2 separate regions of the Rattus norvegicus genome follow, and region 1 is linked to region 2. The links are chromatin contacts, called in public Hi-C maps. All regions are on one chromosome and are shown on one strand. Each heading gives the region's core, a stretch centred on a gene start, on an enhancer-like site or on the middle of the called end of the contact. The rest is flanking DNA. Distances are from core to core; before and after follow the strand shown. Region 1 has its middle 7.4 kb from the start of Togaram2. Region 2 overlaps Alk (ALK receptor tyrosine kinase).

Region 1 (6,108 bases), core at 3,530-6,029, 210 kb after region 2:
CAAAGTCTTCACAGTTGGAGAATCAAAGATCCTGCAACAGAATAACTAGCCATGGTGGCCACAAGGCTGCAGGAGCTTGGTGTGGAGGAGGGTCAACTCCTTAACACACCGTTTTAACATCAGCACTCAAAGGAAAGATACAGTTTCCCTGACCCTTAGAGATGCTCAAGAAGCTAGATCACCTTCTAGAATCTTCACTATATGGATTCTCGGCCTTTTGGTTAAGATCAAGTGTAGAATATTCACTGTAGACCGGGACTCTTCCCACATCACCTCTCACCTGTCTACCAACCCTGTCAAGAGCCTTTGCAGATCGGAGATTCTGGAGTGTGGAGGGAAGGGCAGGAGCTGTCCCCTGCACGCCAGGCAACTCGCATGCTTTCCTCCCGTGTGTCTTGAATCGTGTCCTTGGCCAGGCCAGGGCTAGTGAGGCGCTCCAGTTCCCTATTCCCCAGCTGAGTTTTGCATAATAAATATGAAAGCAGACACGAAAGGTTCTACAGAGGAGGCATAGACAAACTGGCAGTCGATCCTGTTCTGCTTATTTCTTCCCTCAAGGATGCTCTGTGAGCTGGGGAGGGCGCAGCTTTGCTCCAACAGGGTTGGAGTGTGAAGCAAATTCCAAATCCACACAACCATGGAGCCCAGTCTGTCTGTGCAGGAAAGGTTCTAGAGACCAGGGTTTTAAAGAGCCCTTGTGAATCACAGCTCTCATACATTGAAAAGGATCAAGACAACTGGCCAGAGCTGCTTGAGCACAACCGAAAATACATTTATTATTCTGTTCAAATACAGATATTGTACCACGTAAGGCTCCAAGAAAAATCAGGTCCCCAGGAAAATGTACACATTTGTCCAGGGTGCTCTCTCTCTGTCTCTGTCTCTGTCTCTCTGCCTCTCTGTCTCTCTATCTCTTGGCCTCTGTCTCTCTCCCTCCCTCTGCCCCCCCCCCACCAGCAGATACAGAAACAACCTCATCACTCCCCTTAAGCCACTACCAGAGCCAGGAAAGGAGGCCACCACAGAGAAGATTGCTAAAGATGTCTCCTACCAATCCAGTCTGTTAAACTATAAACAGCCACCATCCTAAGTGTATTGGAGTGGTTTCAAGTCCCTCCCCTGAGTGACGGACAAACACTTCCGATCTCTCAGGTTCAGAGAGATGCTGCCTGGTTTCCTTTCCAAGCTGCTGATCCCCAGTGGATCAAGCCCTAACCACAGGCTCCCTAGAGACAGTGAGTGGGGATGGCAAACACACACACACACACACACACACACACACACACACACACACACCACACACCACACACACACACACACCACCACACACACACACCACACACACACACCATACCACACACATACACCACCACACAATATACACACACCACACCACACACACACCACACACACACACCACACATACACCACACACACACACAACAACACACACCATACCACACACACAACACACATCTACACACACACAACACACATCTACACACGCGCCACACCACACCCACAGACACACCACACACATACACACACACCACACCACACACACACACACACACACACACACACACACACACACACACACACAAACATGTCTTCCAGGAGAAGACAAGTCAGGACTGGCCAAAGGGAGAGCAGCCCAGTAGTTTTAGGCAATGACTCTATTTGATGTGAATGGGAAGAAAAGACTTGTTTCTCACTGTTCTCCTGGGTGACAGTAACCATGGATATAAATCAATTTTTGGAACCTGTCAGCTGCCAGTTGAATGTAAGGAGCATCTTTTCTCATAGCCATGGCCAGGCAGGCAAGAGAAATAGACACGGCCACCCAGGCCAATGGACCCTCAGACAAGAAGACAAAACAAAACTTCTGTCTTTATAACTAACCCACCCTGAGGGATTGTGTTACAAGCAAACAGATGATGACAGCAGCCTAGGTAGACTCTGTTAATTATTTATTTACTTAAGGAGGAGAAGCCCAGAGGATGAGGGAAAATACTGTCAGAATTAGAAAGCTAGGCTGGGCTGCATACATCTGAAGAACAAGGACCTGAAAGGCTGAGACAGGAGGATTCCTTGGGCACCGGACAACCTGGCTAACAGAGACCCTGTCTCAAAAAACTAACAGCGGGTTGGGGATTTAGCTCAGTGGTAGAGCACTTGCCTAGCAAGCGCAAGGCCCTGGGTTCGGTCCCCAGCTCTAAAAAAAAAGAAAAAAAAAGAAAAAGAAAAAGAAAAAAAGAAAAAACTAACAGCAATAACCGATAATATCAATAACAATAACCTGCACACAAAGTCAAGTAGGCAAACCTTTAAGATGGACGAGGTTTGGGTGGTGCTGCAAAGATGGCCCAGTGGCTGAGAACGCATATTGCTCTTGCAGAGGACCTGAGTTTGGTTCCAGCCCCCCCATTAGGCAGCTCACATCCATCTGAATTCCAGCTCCAGGGGATCGGACACATTTGACCTCAGTGGGCACCTGTACTCACAAGCGCAGAGCCGCACGCAGACACGCAATGTAAACATAATAAAGGTAAATCTCTTCTAAATAAATTCAAATGTCCTTGAAACAGGAAGATTCCTGATTGGACTGTGGACTTGGTGGCTCTGTGGTCTTGGTCTAGCATGGGCCCTGTGCAGGGCGGGTTCCCAGACATGTCACAAACCGCTCTAACTCCCCTCCAGAGCTGTCTGAGGTGCTCCATCCAGTCCTCCACGTGCAGATGGAAAAATTGGCACTCACAGGAGGTAAACAGCTCGCCCAAGGCCACAGAGGGGCAGGCCTGGCCGGGACACCGTAGAGTTTTCAGAATGCTCAGCTCCTTCCCAGGAAAGGGAAGGCCAGGCCAGGCCAGGCCAGGCCAACTATGCTGGAGCCAACAGAGGACAGCTTGCGGTAAGAGCTACCAAGAGTTAATGTATACCATTTCTTTTCTTTGTTTTTTCTTTCTTTTATTTTTCTTCTTTGTAGCAGAATGGTTGTCCTTGTGTTGCTTTAAAAAATAATAAATAATATTATTAATATTAAATAAATTAATAGATAAGGTCCCAGTTTTGTTTTTGTTTTTTTTTTTTGTTTTTTTTTTTTTGTTTTTTTTGAAAAACAAAAAAAGTTATCTGGTTTTGCCCATTCACTTAAGCAATGCTTTTAAAACCAAGTCAGCCACTCACAAGACAGAGGCAAGGAAGCCAGCCTGGTGCACAAAGCAAGTCCCAGGCCAGTTGAGGTTATATGAGCTGTTGTCCAAAGCAAATAAATAAATAAATAAGGAAGGAAGGAAGGAAGGAAGGAAGGAAGGAAGGAAGAAAGACCTGGAGCTAAAAAGATGATTCAGCAGTTACAAGTACTTCCTGCCTTTCCAGGGCACTGGAACTCTGTTCCCAGCAACCCTGCTGGGCAGCTCACATTTGCCAGCAAGTCCAGTTCCAAGACAGTCATCACCCTGTTCCGGGCTCTGTGGGCACCTGCATACACATGGCAGACACACGTACAGAGACGCGAATTCACATAGACATCAATAAAATTGATTTAAAAAAACCCACAAAGCAAGTATCCAGAACCCGATGACACACTGTGGTAATCCCAACACTAAGGAGGCAGAGACAGGAGGATCGGGAGAGGGCTCATTGAGAGTTTGAGACTAGCCTGGGCTACGTGAGGGCTTGCCTCAACAAGGAAAGAACTAAGTGCCTTGTGAACCTGAAAATGCACTGCAAGTTTCTACAAATGAATGTCTTTTTCTCATAAACTTGTACATTCGCCGACCCAGAGACCTCTAAACACAAAAGAAATTCAGTTTTTGTAATGCTGGAAATCTCTCAGTCTATATTTATAAACACCTCTGAAACGCAGTGCTGTCCTGTGAACCTCGTGGGGTGCAAAGCCCGGGTGGATCACGGTATTAGAGCCCTCTCGCGGCAGTCAGTCTGGCCTCTGTATTACGGACACACAGTCACAGAGACGTCTGGAAGGACACATGCGATAACACTGGTCTTGCTTACTTCAAGATCAAAATTAGTGGTGACCTATTTCTGCCAGTATGTACAACCCTGACTGTCCTGCGGTTTATTCTGCAAGCTCAGTCCCTTCATAGAGCAAGATGGCCTCAAACTTAGAGACCCACCTGCCTCTGACTCCCAAATGCTGATATTAAAAGCATGCCCGACTTATTCTTTTCACTTTTCAGTAGACTTGAAGTTTTCAAAAGTTTGGAAAAGAAGCCAAGTGACAATTAAAATTATTCCTCACGCTGCCATTGAGCGAATGTGTAATCCTATCTCTTATGGACAAAGTCCGTGCAGCGGGGAGAGGGTGGTGAGCTGGGGGCGGGGGTGGGGGGGTTGTCCATTATGGAAATGAGGGGGAGCCTGCAGTCTCTGGTGCTTCACTGTTACACACTACAAGTCGCCCATGCTGCTTCTGCCAAGCTGGGTGTTTGCTCAGGCTAGTCCACTGGGTCTGTGTTCAGGCCCAGGACATGAGAATATCAGCTTGGGGGCGGGGGAGGGAGGCACTGCCCACTTCGGAGAAGCTGGAGGGAATTGGAAGGCGCAATCGGAAGACCCTGTGTCCTCCAAACTGGGATGCATTTCGGGGGCGGGGGGGAAGAAAGAAAGAAAAAGAAAAAAAAGAGAAAAAAAAAAAGAGCTGGAAGCACCTTGGAGATTCCCGAAGGCTGTAGGAGAAAGCGGACAAGTTCACCAGGGCAGCGTTCTCAGGCAGCCCCACTTCCTGCGGGTAATGGCGTGCTGATAAGAGAGTTGCCCGGAGGAAGACTGACACCTTGTGGTTCACTTTGATTTTGACGATTTCCACTTGGACCCCAGAAAGAAACCAGGGCAACTGGACAGGCCTAGAGAATGAACATCCATTGGCATTCCTTGACTCTAGGCGCAAAAGCAATTCCACCGTGTTCACGAAACTTGAGCAGCACACTGGATTATACTGCAAAATCCACAGCCAAGATGTCCGCTGGAAGAAGGAGGCCTGGGTCCCGAGAACAGCCATGCTCTCACCACCTCACCCGTTTGGTTTTTTACAAGCTGAAAATCTCTCCGTTAACCGAGATTAACAGAAGGCCTCAATTCTAAGGAGTTTTAGTTGCAGGTTTCCAGAACACCTCTATCAAGGAACTATTTGTCCTGCCTTTCCTGAGGCACTCATTCATGAGGTAAGAGTTGGCAGGCTCTGGTCATCTGTCCCAAATACCCAAACCTATGAAGGCAGAAGCAACAGGCATGATTTTTCCAAAGTTAAAAAAGAGAGGTCTGGAGAGATGGCTCAATGGTTAGAGCATTGGCTGCTCTTCCACACAGCTCTCTGTACCTCCAGTTCCAGATCTGACTCCCTCGCACAGATATTCATAAAGACACAACACAGACACAACAATGTGTTGTTATGTTAAATGGTTAACAATAATAAATTTATTAAATAAATGGTTAGAATAATAATCAGTTCTTTCTAAGCAAAGAGGAATGCATTCAGTTATAATATTCCAAGAAATCAATTCTCATAAGCCTACTGACTGTCAAAGAGCAAATCTAATTTCTATAGGATTTATGTTTAATTTGGGTCAGGAGTGTTTGCCCTGTGAAACTTGACCTGAAATCTGTTGAAGCCAGATGAGAGGCAACATGACAGATCTATGGAAATCTCAAGTACCAAAGCCTGCACCCAGACTCCTACCTATCTGCAAACGTTATCATCTTTATCAAATTTGCGGCACTTAGAGTCACCCAGGAGACACTCTGGGCACTCCTGTGGGGACATTTCCAAAGAGGTTTAACTGAAGAGGAATACCCCTCCTCGGGTAGCACCATCGCACAGACTGGAGCCCCAAACCCAATAAACAGGAAAGGATACAGAAAGTGAATGAGTGCTAGCATTCCTCTCTCCCTGCTTCCTGATGGTAAGCAGTGTGACCAGCTGCCGTTTTCCTGCTGCCGAGCCTTCTGTGCCTTGATGGGCCACATACCCTCAAAATGGTGGATCAAAACAAGCTCTCTTTTCTGAAGTCGAGTTTCAGCATCCTAGAAAGATACTGGCACAGCACCTACACAGTAGCACAAGGGCCCGGGAAACGCCCTTATTTT
Region 2 (5,755 bases), core at 2,641-5,140:
AATCTACTTTGTATTCCTTGTATGCACATGATTTCAGGCCAACCACTTCTATTGGATAACCGATTAGAGGATTCCACCCCGGGGAGAGTAATTCTCCCCTCTCAGCCATCATCAGTTGCCTGTAGTTCTTTGTCTAGGAGTGGGGCCCGTGTCAGCGTATTGATGTTTGGTTCTTATTTAGGTAGCCATGTTGTTGCTGTATCACAGACAGCTAGGCAGCTAGAGTTTTGTAGATGAAACAGGATATAAAGAAGAATGAAAGCTCCCAAGACTTACAATCTGGCCAAACAAAATAATAACATTTAATAGATGGTAATTATATATTAGCTAATCCACTCTGAGGAAATGTTCGAGCCATTTGTCAGTAGCACTTGGGTGGGATTATACTATGCAAGTTGCTTTTTCCATGTTATTTTTTTTTTAAAGATTTGCTTTTATTGTATGTGTGGGAATGTTTTGCCTTACATACTTGCAATGCCCCTAGAGGCCAGAAGAGGGCGACAGATCTCTGGGTCACCACCAAGTGGGTCCTGGGAACTGAACTTGGGTCCTCTAAAAGAGCAACAAGTATTTTAACCACCGAGCCATCTCCAGCCCCAGCGTCCTGTGTTATTTTGTTTTGTTCGCAGGGAGGGTTCCTTTTATCCCATTTTTATAGAGGAGGGGCTGGGCTTAGAGAGGCTGCACAAGTCAGGAGGATCCCTAACCATCCTGGGTTCTCTGTAGAGCCCTCTCCTACTTCCTCCGGTCTTGACTGGATTGTGACCGTTCATCTTCAGCAGACTGTTCCTCCCCACTCGTCAGCAGCAGCCCAACAGGGGAATAGAGGTAGTGGTGGGAGGATTCTTTTCCTCTCGAGTCTCGCACAGACTTACGAGCATCTGCTAGAGTTCTCCACCACAGCTCTGCTCCCCAGTCCGGCTTCCTATCTGGGTCTCACCAGCAGCCTCTCCGGACTTCATGTCAGTGGCCGGTTTTCTCTTTACCTCCCTCCTGGCTCTGATCCCGTCAGGTTACAGAATTAAGTTAGCATCCTCTCCCTATGCCCCACACCCCCACTTCGGCTAGAACTAATGTTCTCTCCCCACCTACACGTTACCCCCTCCAACCCCTAGGCATCTCCCTAACACGACCCTTTCCCGACTCCATTAAGTCCACTAGGGTCACCTGTATGTATTAGTTCGGGTTACTGTGGCTGTGACCAGTGACCAAAAGCAAGCTGGGGAGGAAAGGGTTTATTAGGCTGACACTTCCATATCACAATCTATCGCTGAAGGAAGTCAGGGCAGCAACCTGGAGGCAGGAGCTGGTGCAGAGATCATGGAGGGGTGGTGCTGACTGGCTTCTTGCTCTTTGTGGATTGCTCAACTTGCTTTCTTACACAACTCAGGACCAGGAGTAGCCCCACCCACAGTGGGCTGGGCTCTCCCATCAATCACTAGTTAAGAGAATGCCCCACAGGCTTGCCCACAGCCGGATCTCATGGGGACTATTTTCTTAATTGAAGTTCCCACCGCTCAATAACTCTAGTATGTGTCAAGCTGACATAAAAAAAAAAAAAAAACACAAAAAACAAAAAACCAGGGGTTGGGGATTTAGCTCAGCGGTAGGGCGCTTGCCTAGCAAGTGCAAGGCCCTGGGTTCGGTCCCCAGCTCTGAAAAAAAAAAAAAAAAAAAAAAAAAAAAAAAAAAAAAAAAGCCAGCACCGCATGTGCCCGGAATGAACTCATCTGCTGACGCATGGGACACCAACCCATGTCCGTGCCACAGAGATATTTTAGAAAAGCCAAGCCATGAGCCACTATCTCTCTAAATTCCCTCAGCTGGGACTAAGGACGGACACTTTCTCCAAACTTCTGCCACTCTGTGTCTAGCGCACTGACCCAACCCTCCCAAGGCTTTCAGCTGTGAGGGTGAGCCACCTGCTTCATCTAGCTGGACTCAGTGGCCATGTTACTGGGGGGAAGGGGGTGCCAGGGAACCTTGTTTACTGACATTCAGCTTATGATGCTGTAACAGGAATCGAATGCCCTCATAAACAGACACACATTCACGTACCTTCTTTGGGGTGTTTTCTCCAGAATATGTAACACCTTCACAGAAGCAGGTGGCTATGCAGCTGTGTGTCGTAAAGGACTCACTGTGGAAGAAGCTGGGAAGAAATGAAATGGCCTTTGAAAAGATATTTGTAGATGTTTTCTTAAGCCCTTTGCTGATGGATACGAGACCGCCGTGCTGTTCTGTAAAACTTAAGCAATGGAGGCCTTTTCCCCTCCGTTTGCATAAGCTACCGCCGAATTAAATTTCCCCAGAGTTTTCTCCCACAAATTTTCCTTTAAACCCATGGCAACTGCATCTGCTTTCGTCTCGCAGTCTGTGACTCTGACAGTGATCTAGCGAGAGCTGGTTTTTTGTGAATGGTTTCTCCTCCACAAAAGCCCAGCACATCTGAATGGGCGAATGAGTCTCTGCCTTGGAACATCTGCACAGGCAATGAGAACGTACAGCAGAGAGTCACCACGAGGAAAACTCCAGCTGCTTAGGGAAGGAGCAAACCGTACCCTGTGTAAGCCAAATGTGGCGCCCCTCTTCCCTGCCACCTTCCCTACAACAAAACTAATATCACATTATCTTTTGTCTTTGAAGTTGCAAAAATAGTACTGAAAATAGACCATGATGTTTTAAGAGTAATGTTTAAAAAAAAAAAAAGGCAGGGACCAGTGAGATGGCTCAACAGATTTAAGGTTTGTGCTTGCCAGAGCCAAATGACCCGTTTGACACCCCAGAACCCACATAGTGGAGGGCAGAGAACCCACTCCATAGGGTTGTCCTCAACTTATACACACACACTCGCGCACGCACGCACGCACGCACGCACACGCACGCACACGCATACCTGCACACATATACAAACGCACAATAAACTAAAATCTAATAAAAAATTTAAAAATGTAAAAATTGCCCCAGGGGCTTCTCTCAGTCCTCTCCCATCCCACTGCCCCCCCAGGCTCACCAGCAACCCCTAAGCACCGGGTACCCTCTCCTACTACAGTGGGTTTTCAAGAACAGTGGTGCACACTCAGTACTCCGATACCTACCTGTGAATTAATGCATTAGCTTGCTTTCCTGTTACTGTTTTCTGTTTACGATAAACACCATGGGCAAATGCAACTTGGGGAGGAAAGTCCTAACACTTTACCAGTCGTCATCATGGTAAGCCAGGGCAGGAGCTCAAGGCAAGGGACAGGAACTGAAGCAGAGACCACGGAGAAAGATTGCTTATTGGCTTGTTCCTGCGGCTTGCTCAGCTTTTTATATAACCCTGGAGGGATGACACTGCCCACAGTGGACTGAGGCCTCACACACCCATCATTGAGAAAATGCCCCACAGACAAGCCCACAGGCCAATCGGATCGATGGAAGCAATAACTCAGTTAAGGTTCTCTTCTTAGAGTCTCCAGTGACTCTAGTTTGTGACCAGTTGACAGAAATGATCGTCTGTAAACAGTTAGCACCGCCCCCGCCCCTTCCTCTCTCCTTTCTCTCTCATCTCTTCCAGATTCAACATCTCTATGATTCCGTGTTCATCCATCCTCTCTCTTCTTCCCACAGGACCCCGATGTCATCAATACAGCTCTGCCCATCGAATATGGCCCCGTAGTAGAGGAGGAGGAGAAAGTGCCCATGCGCCCCAAAGACCCTGAGGGGATGCCTCCTCTGCTGGTGTCTCCCCAGTCTGCGAAGCACGAGGAGGCGTCCTCAGCCCCCCAACCCTCAGCCCTGGCAGCGCCAGGCCCGCTGGTGAAGAAGCCCTCGGGTGCAGGCGCGGGAGCGGGTGCCGGTCCGGTGCCCCGAGGTGCAGCCGATCGGGGCCACGTGAACATGGCGTTCTCTCAGCCCAACCCTCCCCCAGAGCTGCACAAAGGCCCGGGCTCCAGAAACAAGCCGACCAGCCTGTGGAACCCCACCTACGGCTCGTGGTTCACCGAGAAGCCAGCCAAAAAGACCCATCCCCCACCGGGCGCGGAGCCGCAGGCCCGGGCAGGAGCGGCGGAGGGTGGCTGGACCGGGCCGGGTGCGGGGCCCCGCAGAGCCGAGGCTGCGCTGCTGCTCGAGCCGTCGGCGCTCAGCGCCACCATGAAGGAGGTGCCCCTGTTCAGGCTGCGCCACTTCCCCTGCGGCAACGTCAACTATGGTTACCAGCAACAGGGTCTCCCCTTGGAAGCCACTGCTGCCCCGGGGGACACCGTGCTGAAAAGCAAGACTAAGGTCACCCAGCCAGGGCCCTGAGCCCGGCGTCCCACTAGCTTTTCTCCCTGGCTGGAGCTGAAGCCCACCGGGAGGGAGACGGACAGAATGACTCCACCACAATTCCGAGACCAAATGTCACTCACTTTCATTTTTGTGCCAACTTGTTTTGAAGTGCCACATTTAAAAGAGAAAAAGAAGAAAAAAAAAAGAGGAAAACTTGTTTTCAAGATGTGTTAGAAAGGTTTTTGAGCATGGGTTCATCCATCCTCAAAGAAGAAAATGCCGTTCTTAAGAAAGCGATCAGTACAAGGCCCAGATTGGTTGCGTAGTTTTGGTGCATGATCTGCTGTACAGTCCCCTCAGGCTTCTTTCCGATTTGTGTGTGCTCTCTGCTTCCGTGTAGTCAGAAATAGCTGCCTCCATGTCTCATAGGGGGAGTCGTAGGTGTTTCCTTGCCTTGTGGATATGAACCATTCGAGGGGCGAGGGAACAGAAATAAAGGAATTAATTTCAATGACTCAGCATGAGGAGAGACGTTATTTACGTGGAAAAGAAATATCATACACTGTCATCGCTGTGGGTGGTGGTTAGAGGCTTTTAATTGTTCTAACTCATTGCCTATTGTAAAAAAAAAAAAAAAAAGCCGTGACTAGTTCATAGTATAGTGAAAAAAGTGTATATATTCATCTAAGCGAAATGCAGCCATCGCAAATGCTTTGCATATGAAACTCCAGTAGAGACGCAGCGATTCAAACACCCTGTTAACATACCTCATGCCTTAAGAAAAAAATTCTTCCTACTAAAAGTAAAAATACCGCGTGTGAGGTTTCCTACTGGATTTAAAACTCAAGACTGAAATTACTTACTTCCACACTTTCCATTCATTCAGATCTGATCACTTTTTAAAACTCAAGTAGCAGCCGTCCATTGAAAGCATAGGAAGACACACATTTGTGGACACGTATATCAATACATCTGAGGCTCGACCCTCCCCGAGGTCCTCCCCTCCTCCGTGATGCACTGGGCCTTCCAGTGGTCTAGACCCTGGTTGGTCCTTCCCCAGTTCTCCCAAGCTCTCTCTTTCTCCCTTAGCCATGAGATCCTGGTTTGCTGGGAATACAAATATGATTTAATACTCATAGCATAATTCATATAGATCTCCAATACTGATTATGACAAAACATTTGGAATTAAAAAATTGCTTGGAGAGTTGAGGATAGTACTGTGTTTCAGTGGGTGTTCTGAACCTGGCTTTCACAGATGAGATTTATTTCTATGAAATGCAATTGGGAACCCATTAAATGTTATACACATGCTTATGCAATACCGAGTTTACCTATGTTTTCATGTTCCTTTTCTCTCCTTCTGTATCCTCCTGCCCATTTTGTTCCTGGTGGGAGCCATGATGAAGTATTTCTTTGGGGTGAGACATTTTTGTTACTTGCTAGGTACGAAGCATTTCCATCAGAGGGACTGCGCGTGCGTGTGTGTGTGTGTGTGTGTG

What was found. A called contact is a pair of places that touch in the nucleus more often than the background predicts.
Region 1: a Hi-C map of liver shows a contact between it and region 2, with 6 times the contacts expected there. The contact joins two enhancer-like sites. A contact is called at or near these places in 12 of 12 Hi-C or Micro-C datasets (the A7r5 cell line, the Rat2 cell line, Schwann cells and 7 more).

What each region holds. Positions count from the first base shown.
Region 1 is chr6:29,553,327-29,559,434 of GRCr8, forward strand. No RefSeq gene overlaps it. Among named protein-coding and RNA genes, the nearest start is that of Togaram2, 7.4 kb to the left of the region's middle. Within about 2 kb of position 4,780, at least 6 of the 93 cell types and tissues checked have an H3K27ac peak or open chromatin away from gene starts, as enhancers often do. A contact at or near this core is called in liver, where this site is marked.
Region 2 is chr6:29,344,846-29,350,600 of GRCr8, forward strand. Alk (ALK receptor tyrosine kinase) reads left to right here. Exons shown (of 29, transcript NM_001169101.3): 29 at 3,613-4,892. The coding sequence ends at 4,290. It overlaps LOC120093199 (a long non-coding RNA gene), which reads right to left. Exons shown (of 2, transcript XR_010052206.1): 1 at 5,588-5,755; 2 at 4,400-4,707. Among named protein-coding and RNA genes, the nearest start is that of Clip4, 100 kb to the right of the region's middle. Within about 2 kb of position 3,891, at least 3 of the 93 cell types and tissues checked have an H3K27ac peak or open chromatin away from gene starts, as enhancers often do. A contact at or near this core is called in liver, where this site is marked.